Linked DNA regions of Drosophila melanogaster: all the other regions are linked to region 2. The links are chromatin contacts, called in public Hi-C maps. All regions are on one chromosome and are shown on one strand. The core of a region is the stretch at or near the end of the contact, and the rest is flanking DNA. Distances in the headings are between cores, read along the strand shown. Region 1 holds the start of alphaTub85E (alpha-Tubulin at 85E). Region 2 holds the start of Teh1 (tipE homolog 1). Region 3 holds the start of Unc-115a (Uncoordinated 115a).

Region 1 (3,371 bases), core at 588-3,087, 130 kb after region 2:
CCCAGTGTGGCAGAGTCTGCATCGGAATCGCCAGCGATGGCATACACTCCGCCGAGCAGAATGTATCCGACGACGAGGTCACCGTCCAAACTCCATTAATGATAAAGCGCGACAGCACCGTATGACTATAGAAATTCCACAGGGTATTCGACACGCCCCTGTGATTAGGATTTACAATTTTCTGTATTCTGCATTTCGAACTCAATAGAATAAACTTTTTATACCACTTTATTATCGAAAATACAACAATATTCTGGAGAGATCAATTATTTTCGGCCAAATATGAAGTGTTAGTTTTAAACGTTGTTAATTATAAGTTACACGACATCAATATCCAATGAAATAACTAATAGGTTTTAAATTGTGCAAGCAGAACAGTGGTTTACTTGTGGCCAATGCAAATACTTTAACTGAAGTTTTTAAAAATCCTAGACTACTGGCATCGGATCAGACGAATTTATAGACTGGAGTTATTGTTATTGTATTATTTATGATTGATTGTATTTATTTGTGAGGCAATTATGTAAAAATTCGTTTTTTTTCACTTTCGCACTATTCATTATTTCGGAATATGTAGAAGGATAATTCAAAATGTTTGCGGCCATGGTTTTCGTTGTTATAAGTAAAAAGAAATGTTTGGTAATACTTGTGTTTGCGTACCCAATACCCAACTTTAAACTAACTTTAAACTAAAGCCCAGCCAATTTGTTATATGTTTTTCGTTAAAGAGAAATAAAAAACCCAAATGCACCAGAGAATAGGTTTAGTCAAATAAAATTTGACGAAACGATTGCTTCCTTCTATTGAAGCCAATGCAGCTTTTTTGATACATTCCGTGATGATAAATAATTTTGGAATAACTTGCTCAAATATATATGTACTAACTCAGTGTAAAGTTGGAGGAAATAATGCCCATTTTTTTCTTACAACGCTGGCCGGCATTTATTTTGAAATACTTAATTTTGTACTGGTCGAACTTACATAAAACTTATATTTAAAAATACCATATATATTAGGAATTTAGCGTAAAATTACTGTGAGCAGTATTATAATATCTAAGTTATAAATAAAAAATAAATTAAAAGTAAAAATGGCTGTTTAATTCGAAACATGCGCTACGCTTTCATTTCGCTATGAAGATTATTCATCTTAAATTTTTAAGTGAATGTTTTGTTTATTTCTTCTTATCACACAGCTACATACTCATTGCAATCTGACACATAAACAACAAATAAGACCTTTGGCTTTTAGATTTTATTTAATGTTTGGAACAATTATTTGAAAAGTATCTTGTTTTGTAATTTTTTCTTTGTTTTTCTGGGTGTGTCCGATTGAAATCGTAAGTGGCGTTCATATTCCTAATACGTCAGCGAATAATTGGCCAAGTTTCCACCAAAAGAAATGCCAGGTTTGGCCCCACCTCGACAATTTCATCTGTTTATGCTGATTTCCTAGTGCAATTTTAAAAATAAATATGGGGTATATTTGGATTTTCATATGCTTATATTTTTCAACAGAAATAAGACTTGCTTTCCAAGTGGAGACTAGTACCCAGTAAGTAAATAATCTAAAATGTTGTCAACAACCTACAGCTGCGAATGTGAATGGATCAATGTGAGAATTCAATCCATCCATAAACACACGAGGAGGAAAACAAAATTCGATCAAGAGGCGACTTCTTGGTCATGTGTGTCTGGATGGGTTGGGTGCCTATCGTCACTTAAGTCGATGAACGCGTCCACATTTCACATAACTTCCACATATAGCATGTAGCATATAGCATATGCTACATATGTCTGTCTTGGGGGCTTATAAAAGAACGCGTATCGTCAAGATTCGGTTAGTTGACTCCCAGCTGTGTGTCGCATCACAGACCAGTGCTAGGATTTTCGTGATTGAATCTGCTTTTTTAAACTTCAGCTTAAACTTTTGATCATCATGGTAAGGATAATAGGCACTTTCAATGATTTAGCTGGACTTTTGAAATTTCGTCGGCTGCACAGAACTATGGATCCTTAAAAGTCCTTATATGCGATTTCATGCAAAACTAGACCATATGGTGCAATATTTATTCATTTTTGCAAGTGATTAATTAATGGTTTTAAAAAATATAACTGCTTGTAAACTATTATCTTAAATGAATACCCAAGAACTTACAGCGATCAAAATTGTTTGTAGCATATGGTCCAAATCACAGATTTGCAACCGGAAGTCCAAAGTTAAATTTTAGAATTACCCAAATTTACAGCGACATGAGTCACATTATTATAAACTCTGTTCCAGAGGGAATGCATTTCGGTTCACATTGGCCAAGCTGGTGTCCAGATCGGCAATGCCTGCTGGGAACTTTACTGCCTGGAGCACGGCATCCAGCCCGATGGCCATATGCCCTCCGATAAAACCGTGGGCGGAGGCGATGACTCCTTCAGCACCTTCTTCAGCGAGACTGGAGCTGGTAAGCATGTGCCGCGTGCCGTGTTCGTGGATCTGGAGCCCACTGTGGTGGATGAGGTGCGGACAGGAACCTACCGCCAGCTGTTCCATCCGGAGCAACTGATCACCGGTAAGGAGGATGCGGCCAACAACTATGCCCGCGGCCACTATACCATCGGTAAGGAGATCGTCGACGTGGTCCTGGACAGGATTCGCAAGTTGGCGGATCAGTGCACGGGTCTGCAGGGATTCCTGGTCTTCCACTCCTTCGGCGGCGGCACTGGCTCTGGATTTACGTCGCTGCTGATGGAGCGCCTGTCCGTGGACTATGGAAAGAAGTCAAAGCTGGAGTTCTCCATTTACCCAGCACCACAAGTATGTCATTTGCATATGGATATTATATCTATTGCTTGAGCATTTATAGAAGACCAATTAACATAATTAGTAAAAGACATGGGAAATTAGTCTTCGAAAGGCAATCTAATAATCGAACTTCCTGTTAGGTGTCCACAGCTGTGGTCGAGCCATACAACTCGATCTTAACCACCCACACAACGCTGGAGCACTCGGACTGTGCGTTTATGGTTGACAACGAGGCAATCTACGACATCTGCCGGCGCAACTTGGATATCGAGCGACCCACCTACATGAATCTCAATCGCCTAATTGGCCAGATCGTTTCCTCCATTACGGCCTCGTTGCGCTTCGATGGCGCCCTGAATGTGGATCTGACCGAGTTCCAGACCAATTTGGTGCCCTACCCACGCATTCATTTCCCACTGGCGACATACGCTCCCGTCATTTCCGTGGAGAAGGCCTACCATGAGCAACTGACCGTGGCCGAGATCACCAATGCCTGCTTCGAGCCGGCCAACCAGATGGTCAAGTGTGATCCGCGTCGTGGCAAGTACATGGCCTGCTGCATGCTCTACCGCGGT
Region 2 (3,752 bases), core at 530-3,029:
GCAATCAAAGGGAACTACCCCCCGGCTGCAAAATCCCAGACCCAATATTCAGGCCAAAGACGCCACCAACCAACCTTGGCAACTTTGCAACTAGGCAAACTTCAGGTCGCAAATGGGTCAACCAGCCACGTCACTTACTGACCTACTTTCGAGTTTTTTTTTTTTTTTTGCTGGCGGAATCTGTGTCAGGGATATGAACAGCTGTGAATTTAGCTTTTGCAACATATAGAATTCGTTGGCAAATTCATATATTAAGAAAACCTTCCAAAAATAAGTAATAATAATAATTATAATATAATATAATAATGATATAATAGTTTACATTTGCAGACGATAGGTCGAAACGGGCCGGCTTGAAACTCTATATCATAATGCATATCATATAGCATTAGTTCAAAAATAAAATTTTATTATTTTTCTGGCACATCGATTCGGTATTGCAAATTTCCAAAACAAGCAAAAAAAAACGAAGAAATTCTAAATATTTTCCAAAAGTGTTAACGTGACAGTATTGAGCGGATGGACTGGTGGCCGGAGAGGACGTGGCCAGATCGGCTTGTGATCCTGATCATGAATACACTAATCGTTATTATGAAAAAATAAACGCAGCAAAAAGACAACGAGTATTCTTCAATTATTGTGTGTACATTTATTACATTGGTTTGTGTCTTTGCTTATCGCAACTACTTTGTCTTCTACATAATGTTTTTACACATGTAAAATTCGTATTGTTTGGAAATACATTAATTTGTAACAATTAGAGTATTGAAGAAACATTGTAAGCGAGTACTTTTGTTGAATAATACAAATAAAATGAAGTGAATCGCAATAAAAGAAAAAAAATTAACACAGCTTTTTTTTTATTTGTGACAGTCGTAACTATTATTTATTACTATTGAACAAAATGATGCCAACAACGAATGCTAAAGCAGAACGTATAGAAAAAGCGATCAAGAGATTGGATGATCCGTGATTTTGGTATATTTTCTTTTGGCCCTTCGTCGAAACTGGTTTCGGTAGATCGGATTCATTAGAAATGCAATCAATGGACTTTGGTTCGCGCATATTCGTCTGGAATCTTATCAAATTTCCTTGGGAATTTCTCGGGAATTCTTTGGGATCTCCTTGGGAATTACTCTGGAATTCCTCGGGATCCTAGGGAATTATTCGGGATTTCCTTGGGAATTCCTTGGGATTTTTTTATGGAACTCGACTAAAACATTCTCTGTGGTTCATAGTCGAGGCACACCGGCTATATCGTTTTTTCCTGAGAAGCTTGCTAAAATTCTATCGTTTGGTTCTTGTACAAGCTTAAAGCTTTTTATTCCACTTGAAGTAACGATTTACTTTATTATTCTTAAAAATGTTGTAGCAGGACTGATAGCTTATATAAATAAAATGTAACAATTTATTTATTTTAAATAATTTAAAGGAGCTCGTGCATTTTTGTGCCGGCGGACAGTGAGAATACTTGATGGGAGCGGCTCTGTGTTTGCAAGCAGTGCAAACTTAAATTTGTTGTCCTGTTTTTCTCCCACTCACTCTCTTTCTCTCTCTCATTTGACTCTCTCTCTCTGGAGCGCGCACACGCGAATCCTTGTATGGTTACTTTAGCGAAGTTGCGTCCCCGTTGGCAGCGCTGCCGACGTCGACGCACCGTCGCGGCGCCGCCCCCGAAATGCGAATAGGAGGGGCGGGCTTGGGGCAGCATGTCCTGCCATCGGAGTCCTTACTCGAGTCCTGAGGCTCCCGAGTCCGCAGTTTTGGACAAACACTCCGAGAGGCACGTCAGGGCCAAGCGCGCGCGCTTCTCGTGTCGAGAATTCTGTCTGTCTGTCCTGTCTGTCCGCCAGCGTGTGCGTGAGCGTGTGGGTGCATGTGTGTGCGTGAGCCAATGGCAGCGTCGGTGTTAGCCAATTCCAGTGCTGTGGCAAAAAATACCGTTCCGTAATCGTGCAAAAAAACGTGCAAAAGTTTGGCCCCCAAAATCAAATTCAAGAGCAAACGCAAACGAAATCAAGTGAAAGTGCGAATAACAAAGAAATATTCAAAATAAAGAAGAAAGCGTCCTGTAAATAAACACGAGCAGCGAAAAGTCCGAAGAAAAAACCCATAAGCAACGTTGTGCTAGCAACAAAATCAACAAAGTGCGCCAGCGGATCGGGAAATCGCGACCGGGTTGTGCGGGTTGTGGGCTGCAGGCTCTTCAGCTGCCAGTTCAGCTGTCAAAAGTTAGTTCGACTCGAAAGCTTAATGTTTTATTTCCATTTCGATTTTTATTTCTATTTTAGTTTTTAGCCATCATACTCATTCCAAACCTCACCTTCCTTTCCACACAAGCAAAGGCGTGGGCGTTGCACTGCCCAAAATTGTGGGTCCTCACATTGCCCATCTTACCCATATTGCACAAAGAATTTTAATGTTGACCTGCTGCACTCTTAGATAATTTAGTAAGTTTCTCATTGAAGTAACTGAAAGATTTTTTCGGTGTACTTGAGACTTAATTCTTATGGCAATGACAGGAGCTCAAGGAGCTTTTCTGCTGCTCTTGTTCTGGTTCTTGTTCTTGTCGCTTCTCCTACAGCCTTGCTGGAAAAAGTTCGCGTTTCCAGAATTTCCGTGCTAAATGCATTGCTAGCCCCAAGCAAACAAATCTCAACATATTCCATGCCATCTAGGATAATTTAGAAAGAAGCCCATGTGCCTGCCAAGTGCATTACTCATACGCCGCGTTGACCGCTGAACAAAGCATGGAAATGAAATCATACCAACCACACACAAACTGTGGCAATAACAGTTAAGCTCACCTGTGTGTGTGTGTGTGTGATGAAAATTGTGAAATGCGTGCCGTGGCAAAAACAAAAGACAGCTAAATAAATGAAATGAAATGAAACAGAGCAGCAATAAAACGGGGCAAGAACAAAGGACGAGCCTGCTGACCAAAGTCCAGAGTCACGCGAAGTTGCAACAACAACAGTAGCGATATATATATATATATTTTTTTTTTTAAAGACCGCCAAGGTGAAGCAAGGATGTTTAGGCTTGGATAGCGAGGGGTTGGGTGCAGAAACTAGTTAGATCAGACTTCTTCCCACAGATCCCAAATAAATCAAGAATACTTTGTGCCCTGGCCGGGCAGACAAATGCAAATAAATTGAAGAATAATAAGCAAAATGCCAAGGCACTGGCAACTGGCAACTGGCAACCAGAAAGCGAAAAGCGAAAAGCCGCCGCACAAAAATGTGTAGCATAAATAATTCCACCCACAACACACAGAGGCAAAAAAGGTTACACAGTCACTAGGGCGAAACCAGTAGACTTTCGAACGCCGACGATGGCGTCGCAGCTGGCGCCGACGTCGACTTCGGTACACACTCTCCCATTCATTCTCTCATTTGCAATCGCTCTGCAAGATGTACCTCTCTAACTAACCTACATCAACAGCTGTGAGTTGTGAAAAAAGTGCCACCCACGCAAACCGCAAAATGTGTAAAGAAATGCCATAAAAGCCGCATATCGTTTTGTAGTTAAAAGCCAACTAAGTAATATTATTTTTCAGTGTTTTAGCTGCGATTGAAAAGTGCATAAACCAGCGAAAAGGAGTAAACAATAAGCCAGGATAAATGAAAACGCCAAAGCGCGCTTTTCTCTGACTGTCACTCGCTGTCTCTTCCCTTCTCTGTCTCCCTCTCTCTCTCTCTCTCCCTGTCGCTGTCTCTGTCGCTCCCCTTCGCGGACTTTCGCCGGAACAG
Region 3 (3,520 bases), core at 140-2,639, 160 kb after region 2:
CATTCGTCGCCCTCAAATCACACATTACTCCAGTGATGGCGACTCGGATGAGGAGTAGAGGATATGATGCGGCACATCCGTCACCCAGCTTCTGATTAGGATGCTGTGCATAGAATTCAATATCCTTATTTTGTACTTTTGGCGATCGTTAGCAGATTTTTGAGACAGGAATAACAAGTGCAGATCCTACACTCTTGCACTCGCAGCTAGCTAAAGGAAACTATAGAGAATACATATGCATATATGCAAGCAGTTGAAAGTTGTAGTTGTAACTAAATTGAAAGCAAACTAAAGGTTAAGTAGCAACGTACGAAAATAGATTGATCGACGTATGTATATCATATCCGTTCCCAAGTCAACGTTCGTTGATTTTAGTCAAATTTATTCACACTGGGTCGTCGAGGCAATATAGACCACATTTACTACGAAATTGAAGCTATACACTGGTAGATTTAATTACACTCACATGTGAAACAATCCATTAAATGATTACGTGTACGAAAGGCAGATGCGAATTTAAGCGGTGGAATTTGTACACCTATGTACGCGGTAGTTAATGTGAATACCCAAGCTCCGGACTTAAAATATTGCAAATCTCAATGTACTATTAAATTTTAAATGGGTGGCGAACACACAACATAATTATGCAGCGGGTGAAAATGAAAGCGTCATTGAAATGTTTATTGATAGTTTTTAAAACACTTTTTGGAATTATTATGAATCATTATACATTCATGCCTATAAATATAATATCTATAATTATATAACATATATAGAAATCCTATGGTTCTAGACAGTTGAACAAAGGGCCAATAACATAATGAATTTTATTCTTATTGTATTATAAATGGAATTTTATCTCATTATTATTTTTGTTAGTAATGTTATTACAATTATTATTATTAACTTCTAAGAAAGCTTATTGTGCAAATGTACACGCAAAACGCATAAAAAAAATCACTTATTTAAATAAAAGTTTTAAGTAAAGATTTAAACGGAAACAAAATGACTATAGTTGAATTTATTTTAATAAAGTATGGACTTTCCTACTTTATTGCCCAAACTAACTTTACTAGTAGATAGATAAAAAAAAGTAGTTCATTATTATTTCTGTCTCTATAAAGTACAAAGTAAATTATAAGCAGCATCATTTATGGAATTACTTGTTATTTTTATAGATTATCAAATTTATAGGGAACGGTACAGTGGCACGAACGGTGTCATCACTAATACATGCTCTTCCACAGCCGAGCTCCCCACCTTTCCAATTGTAGCCAAGTTTAACACCCAACCGCTATTTCCATACGAAACTTATCTTTGGGGTTAATTTTAGTGTATTCTTGGAAGCACGATGTTTTTGCCATCCGAGCCGTATCTCTCAGATACTTAGTCGTCTTTTTGCTGCCGTCGGTTTCGTTGCTGGTGCGGTGCGGTGTTTTTTTGCTGGTCGCAGCTCCGATTTGAGAATCAGACATTCAGGCATTTCAAAAAGGCCACCATTTTCCGCTGTGATCTTTGTCGTCAAATTTAAAGTGCGAGACCACACCAAAAGCAAATCGCACATTCGTCATTCGAGCTGCGAACGCATTATTAACCACACTCCTATCCAGACTCACACATGTTTACAGTCTAACAATCGTGCTACGCAGATTGCGAATGCATACGGCGAAAGATACAAATAGAAAAAATCTTAGCAGAAGAAAAATTTTGTTAGTGAAGTGAAGAGGAAGTAGTGGTGACCTGTGCGCGAGTATTTGTGCTTTCCCCGTGTGTGTCTCTCTGTTCTAGTGTGCGTGATTCCCTCCCCCGTTTTGCAGGCGAAAAAGCGAAGAGCACAGCAGTATATAGTATCTCGCCATGGGTAAGTTATCTGCCGACAAACACAGATACTGTCTCTCTCTCTTCGATTAAGGTGTGTGTGTGTGTGTGTGTGTCTGCGCAAAGTTATCGAAAGGGGGTGGTGGGTGGTGCGATACCAGCATTATGGCATTATCGGCCTTATCGCATCGTAGGAGTGGTTCATATAGCGAGAGGGCAGAGGGATAGTAGCTCAGGTGGTCTCTCGCATGTTCCCTCTTCCCCTTCCCCATCCCCTTCCCTGCACCTTCTTCAACCACTGCCGGTGGGTCATCATCAATCAATACTGGCCAGCTGAGAGTCGGATCGCTCTCACCAACACTGCCCCACTCGCATATGATTGTAGTCCACGTCCACTCCCTATTTTAATTTCTCAGCTGGGATGACGTCAGTGTTGTTGTATGAACAAGTTTCGTGTTCGCTTCTTTACTTTTTAACTTCATAACACTTTTCGGACTAATTCGGGGTGATATTGTCGCTGAAGGGATCTGAAACGCTGACCGAATAAACCTCAAAGTGCTTGTGCAACTGCAATTACACACGATACCGTTAGGGCGTCCCGTCGTGAGAGCCGCTCTCGAATAACCCGCAAACATAAACCTGTAAGCCTGCCAAACCGAAACCGTTCTTCAATGTGCATGTGAATGGGAATGAGAATGGGAATGGGAATGGGAATGGGCCTGCCTTTTGGCGTCGGATTCCTACATTTTCCGCCTTCCATTCTCGAGTTGCCGCTGCAAAGGGCTTGCGTATACCGCTATTCGAGACGTGTACTTGTGTTGTCAATGATTAATTACTCGGCTACTCCGCTACTGGCCCTAATTAAGTTCATATGCATGCACTGCCCTAAAAATGGGTCTCGTTTTCTGTGTGTGTGTGTGTGGGAAAGAAGAATGGTTACAGCTTTCCGAAGTTGAATCTTATCCATTCAATCTTATTGCACACTTTTTGAGGCATTAAGAAACGATCTCAAATTTGCAAAAATCACTTGATGGCTTACTCAAATGTTTGGTTATTTTGAAAGCTAAAAAATTTAAATTATAGTGAATACATATAAATAAACAAATCTACGATTTAGCTATTTGGAAAACAGCTTAGCGTGGAATTGATAACCCTTATAGCTCACTAAAGTACACATTACTTTTTGGTGGGATAGGTTTGTAATAGTGGAATGGATATTGGCCATTTCTCCGAGTGCAGTATTCATCCCGTCTACAAGTAGTTGCATGCGTGCCTAAAATGCCTAATTGACTTGGACTTGGTGAGGATGGGGATGGGGATGTGGATGTGAATGTGGAAGTGGTCGTCGATGTGTACCCCATAATGTCGAGTCGCCCGCCGCAAAAGGCTTAACAATAGCCATCCGAATCTCCGCCTCCGGCAAAGGCGGCAGCAATTGCTCGACATGAACTCATGACAAGAGCATTGACTTCCACTGGGTTTCCTTTTTCGTTTGACTACGCTGCCGCTGTGCCCGTGCTCAAATGAAAGCGAAAGGGGCGAACGAGCCCCATTCCCCAGACCCCTATCCCCGATCTCCAGCCACCCACCATCCCCTCATTCATTTAGTGGAATTTTTCTCATTTATTTCGCCGTTGATTTGTTCGTCTTCGCCGTGCATTTCGTGGTGTTTCATGGCATTTCGTTGGCGTTTCCCAGGCGG

What was found. Hi-C and Micro-C count contacts between places; a contact is called where the count stands out from the background.
Region 1: a contact with region 2 is called in a Hi-C map of the Kc167 cell line, with 2.3 times the contacts expected there. A contact is called at or near these places in 11 of 107 Hi-C or Micro-C datasets (the D17-c3 cell line, the Kc167 cell line, the PNm cell line and 4 more).
Region 3: a contact with region 2 is called in a Hi-C map of the Kc167 cell line, with 1.8 times the contacts expected there.

What each region holds. Positions count from the first base shown.
Region 1 is chr3R:9,731,716-9,735,086 of dm6, reverse strand. alphaTub85E (alpha-Tubulin at 85E) reads left to right here and starts at 1,837. Exons shown (of 3, transcript NM_079573.5): 1 at 1,837-1,941; 2 at 2,284-2,808; 3 at 2,937-3,371. The coding sequence starts at 1,939. side-VII (sidestep VII) reads left to right here. Exons shown (of 16, transcript NM_001275503.1): 16 at 1-1,075. The coding sequence ends at 125.
Region 2 is chr3R:9,866,147-9,869,898 of dm6, reverse strand. It overlaps Teh1 (tipE homolog 1), which reads left to right and starts at 1,779. Exons shown (of 3, transcript NM_141702.3): 1 at 1,779-2,231; 2 at 3,560-3,752.
Region 3 is chr3R:9,703,286-9,706,805 of dm6, reverse strand. It overlaps Unc-115a (Uncoordinated 115a), which reads left to right and starts at 1,389. Exons shown (of 10, transcript NM_001300328.1): 1 at 1,389-1,861. The coding sequence starts at 1,858. trbd (trabid) reads left to right here. Exons shown (of 9, transcript NM_141674.3): 9 at 1-810. The coding sequence ends at 58.